Regions from separate parts of the Gossypium hirsutum genome. Here region 1 is linked to region 2. The links are chromatin contacts, called in public Hi-C maps. All regions are on one chromosome and are shown on one strand. The core of a region is the stretch at or near the end of the contact, and the rest is flanking DNA. Distances in the headings are between cores, read along the strand shown. Region 1 has its middle 63 kb from the start of LOC107963463. Region 2 holds the start of LOC107918013 (aldehyde oxidase GLOX1).

Evidence for each region. A called contact is a pair of places that touch in the nucleus more often than the background predicts.
Region 1: a contact with region 2 is called in a Hi-C map of leaf, with 2.8 times the contacts expected there. The contact joins the enhancer-like site here to the promoter of LOC107918013 in region 2. A contact is called at or near these places in 3 of 34 Hi-C or Micro-C datasets (leaf and petal).

The regions. Positions count from the first base shown.
Region 1 is chrA01:23,517,848-23,520,547 of Gossypium_hirsutum_v2.1, reverse strand. No RefSeq gene overlaps it. Among protein-coding and RNA genes, the nearest start is that of LOC107963463, 63 kb to the left of the region's middle. Within about 2 kb of position 1,322, at least 2 of the 9 cell types and tissues checked have an H3K27ac peak or open chromatin away from gene starts, as enhancers often do. A contact at or near this core is called in leaf, where this site is marked.
Region 2 is chrA01:23,027,102-23,029,801 of Gossypium_hirsutum_v2.1, reverse strand. LOC107918013 (aldehyde oxidase GLOX1) reads left to right here and starts at 1,319. Exons shown (of 2, transcript XM_041111670.1): 1 at 1,319-2,700. The coding sequence starts at 1,454.

The sequences.
Region 1 (2,700 bases), core at 73-2,572, 490 kb before region 2:
CCATAAAAATGTCAAGGATACTGTTATAGATGGCACTGGTATAGAGAAAGTCATAACTTTTGAGGACAATGACAAGGCAATGAATGACTAGAAAGGTAATTACAACAAAGTTTCTATGTCTAGAGTCATGCTCTTTACATTATTAATGGTTGTAGCAACTGGTTTAGGTGCAGTTTCGTTTTTCTTTGTGGTGAGGGAGAGGGTTAGCAATGGGACAATGAGGGAGAGGGAAAGAATCAAAGTAGGAGGGAGGGATGGTGCGGAAGAGGGGGAGAGGGAGAGAGAATCAAAGTAGGGAGGGATGGTGGGGAAGAGGGAAAGGGAGAGGGATGAGAGGGGATGGAAAATGGTAGGTTGGTTAAGTCTGTAATGGAATTGTAATGGAAAATAGTAGCTCCGTTACGTCTGTAACTGAAAATGGTTAATGGTGACTGTTTTGTTATTTTTTGAAAATTGAGTGACTGAATTGAAACTTGAGTGACTGTTTTGTCAGCTACCCTAAAATTAAGTGATTATTGGTGTAATTTACCCAAAATAAGATTTTAAAAATAATATTTATCTTGTTAAAATATTATAAAAAACAATTCAAAAATACAAAATGATCACCTCTATATCAATTTATTAAATATTAACACTTATATATAGAGAGAGAGAATCATTTAATATACTTGTATTAAAAAAATATAGCTAACAAAAAAATTAAAACAAGAGTGTAATAACATCACTTAAACCTTTTTAATATGTTTATTTTCCAAGGGAGGTTCAAGGGAAGGGAATATATGAAAAGAACTGCATTTATTATAAAACCACTGAAAGTTTAGGCGCTGCCCCCTGCTTGGTTTTTGCTTCTATTATCTCCAAAAGCTACCCACTCTTTGAAGCATGTTCGCAAATTAAAATTGCATCATCTTCTTCATTTTCTAGTCTTTGACATATATACAATGCTATGTTAACTTTATTTTTCTTCTGCATAATTTATACCTTTTCAGAAGAAAGTTGTAATTACAATTATGATAAATATAATTACATTCAATTAAATTTAAATAGAAGAAATTTTAAGAAATTTACAGACAGTACTTAATCAATTTAGATTTAATGCCACCATTTCTCACTACATCCTAATAGTTTCAATCCATGGGGGAAAAAATTTCGTATTTCTTGAGAACTGTTCAAAGCAAAATCTTGGGTTAAAGCTTGTCGTACAAAACTACTGTTATGGGGCGTAGGTTAGGGGAGATTTGAGGCATAGAAGAGAGAGCTGGTCCCCCGTTGGGGCATAGAAGAGAGAGAGAGATAATGAAGGTTAGGGATGGGGTTAGAGAGTGGACCCACTGGGCTTTGCATGTGATCAACATGATTGACTTCATTTCTAGGCCTTAAACGTGTAGAGTATTAGGGTTTTTCACCCTTTCAGTTTCACCATATTATTGGTTTAATTCGGCATTTCATTACATAATTGTCTTATCACGTGCCTACACCCCTACTACACCTCTTTTAACCATCATATGGTACACCCATTATGTGATGAAAAAATAATACAAAAATATTCAAATAATAATTTCTTTTGAAAAAAATAATAATTATTGACAGAATTATGAAAATATAAATATTTTTGTTAATTAAATTTTAGTTGTGTTGGTAAAGTTCACACGTTAAAATTTTGTACACCTAAATTCAATCCATAGAAGAGTGATTTTTCTAAAAATAAATATTAATTACCTATGTGGTTCTTCTAATATATTATTTTTAAAAAAATTTAAATTTTTGATAATTTTATAATTGAATTCATACTATTAATTTGACTATATACATCGTTTAAAACAACTGATGATGTGTTGTATATAATACAAACATTTTAGAAGTATTTATATTTTAAGGTTAAGGGCTTATCCATCCATGTATCCAATATTGAATATAGAGAGAAAAAGCAAATCCAATATATAAATGGGTCTGATGGGTCTATATTATCTACAGCAATCCAAACACTAACACGAGATTAGTATATATTAAAAATTTTATCACACTAGTAATGTGTTCTTAAAAATAATATATAATAAATAATAAAATATATAATTTGAAATTAATTAATAATAACATATAAAATATGTATAATATTAGATTAAATTGTAACTAAAATAAAATTTAAATACATAAGTACATTAGATTAAGAATACTAAATGAATATATCAGTACTAAGTTGGTTTTGAGTTAATTCATGATATCAACTCAGTTAATAACATAAATAATAATATAAATATAGATACAATTGATGGAGGTAATAAAATATGCATGATACAATTAAATTGTAAATATAATATTAAGATAAAGCATTGGTTCAATAGTAATATTAATATTTTATTGATTTAAATAAAATGGGTTTAAACCCCACCATTTTCAAATTTGTTATTGGGTTTTGTTAAATAAAAAGATAAAAGTACCTTTGAATAATATAACTTAATTTTATTACAAAAGAATATTTCTGTAATTTTTCTAACCGAGTTGGTACCTGGCTAACTCGTGACATAAATTCACTTAGAGACTTAAATAGTAGTATAAATATACAATTGATAGAGATAATAAATTGTGCATATTAAAATAAAAATGTATAAAATTTATTAAAATAAAGTTTTTGCTTGAGTGGTAAATTTTAGGATTTACCAACACAATTGGTGTGTGTTTAAATCCTATCATATGCATATT
Region 2 (2,700 bases), core at 70-2,569:
GAGTGAGATTCAAATTTGATATATTGTTGATGTATAAATTTCATTGGATTATTATTGATAAAATAATTTAATATGATTTATTAATGGTATATTAAATATTATCTCTAAAATATTTTATATTGAAATTTAAGACATTCTATTAAAAATGTTTCTGATACTTAAAATTGTTCCAATTTTATTTTGATGTTTTTCGAATTTAAAACAAAGAAGCATTGCTTTTTCATGTTTTCCATTGGAAGTCTACAAATGATACGATTTGGACAAAAGCAACGTACAGAAAATATCTATAATTATTTAATTTAAGATCGGAATGAAGGAATTGTTAACCCAAGGATTACTTTAAGATTAATTCAAAAGTTTATCAAATATTTTATATAAAAGAATCACTTAATATACATTTGGTATTTGAATTCGATTTTTTTTAATTTAGTACATAAACTTAATACTTTTTTTTAGTTGGTACTTAATTTTTTGGGGGTTTAATTTGGTACATGAACTTGACTCCTTTTTCTAATTTGGCATTTATTCTATTTTTTTCGATTTGGTATTTGTCAAATGTTTTACAAATTACTCCAATATACTAAAAATATTTTTTTATGTGGTAACAAAAATAATCAATATATTTCCGATATATGACAGATAATATGATATTTTTTTGTATTTTTTATGTTCAATTACTTTTAGTTTTATTTATTTTATTAATTGAAAATAATGAATTCCTTTCAATTTGTGGTTTTAAAATTTTTTTATTTAATATTAATTCATTAAGCATAGCTCAATATCTATTTTTTAACATGAATTTACTCTAATACTGACAATATTTTTATAGCATAGTCAAAAAAAATTTTAACACTATTAGTATTTTACGTAATTTATATAACATTTAATAAATTTAGGTATTAAATTGAACATAAAAAAATTTAGATATCAAATTAGACCTGAAACAAATTTAAATACCAAATTAAAAAATATTAAGTTCATATACCAACCTAAAAAAATCTAATTATAAACTTTTTTTTAAGGCAAAATAAACAACAAAAGGAAAACGATAACCATTTGGACCAATTAACTCGATTAACCTAGCTTTAAGTTAAATGATAATTCCAAGTATAAATCCTATTGACCAATCACTGAATAGACGAAATGAAGAAGAAAAGAGAATATAAATACCAAAGTCAATTTAGTTACCAATTCTAAAATTATATTATCGATTTGCTAATCATTCAAACAATCTCATTTTAAAAAAAAAAAAAACTTGGAACATTCATATCCTAATTTTGAAACCAGAAACTAAACCATCGTTTTCATAAAGACAAACCACTACAAGCATCCCACGCAAGACCACATGGTGTGGGAGTCTCAAATCTCAAAGCCTTCATTGCTTCTCTCACCAAGTCCTTTATAAAAGAGTTCCCAAAGCTGACAAGCAGCCATAATATCATCTGCTAAACATATGGCAGAAATGTCAACCCTTTGTACATTTCTTTTCTCACTTCTACTCTTTGCCTCACATCCCCTTATCCTCCCCACTGCTGCCGACGGCCGGTGGCAGCTGCTACAAAAAAGCATTGGCATCTCATCCATGCACATGCAACTCCTTAAAAATGACCGTGTTGTTATGTATGATAGGACTGATTTCGGCCCATCCACTCTGCCATTGGCAAGTGGGAAATGCCACAATGACCCAACCAACACTGCTGTCCAAGTAGATTGTACGGCGCATTCAGTTGAGTATGATGTTTTGAGCAACAAGTTCAGGGCTCTTACTGTCCAAAGCAACGTTTGGTGTTCTTCAGGCGCCGTCATGCCTGACGGTAAATTGGTCCAAACCGGTGGTTTCAGCGACGGAGAACTTCGGGTCAGGGTTTTCAGCCCATGCGAAAGCTGCGACTGGCACGAAACACCAAATGGATTGGCGGCCAAAAGATGGTATGCTACCAATCATGTCTTGCCAGATGGAAGACAAATTGTTGTCGGCGGCCGAGAACAATTTAATTACGAGTTTGTTCCTAAAAACATAGCCGCCGACACGTTCAAGTTGCATTTCCTGTCGGAAACCAATGAACGAGGAGTAGAGAACAATCTCTACCCTTTTGTTTTTCTCAATGTCGATGGAAACCTGTTCATTTTCGCCAACAATCGAGCTATTTTGCTTGATTATGTGAACAACAAGGTGGTGAAAACTTACCCCAAAATACCAGGTGGGGAGCCAAGAAGCTATCCAAGCACAGGTTCGGCTGTATTGCTACCATTGAAGAACTTGACAGCCGCCACTATTCAAGCTGAAGTTTTAGTTTGTGGCGGTGCTCCAAAAGGATCATTTGTCCAAGCATTACAAGGTAAGTTCGTTAAAGCCTTGAACACTTGCGCCAGGATCTCAATAACCGACCCGAAACCAAAATGGGTCTTGGAAACTATGCCTTTAGCTAGAGTCATGGGTGACATGGTATTGCTTCCAAACGGCAAAGTTTTGGTCATCAACGGAGCACGTTCCGGGTCAGCAGGATGGGACTTAGGAAGGGACCCGGTCTTAAATCCAGTGTTATACATGCCTGATAATGAAATCGAGTCACGATTCAAGATACTAAACCCAACAAAGATCCCTCGGATGTACCATTCCACAGCAGTATTACTTCGTGATGGAAGAGTTTTAGTGGGTGGAAGCAATCCTCATGCGTATTACAACTTTACGGGAGTCCT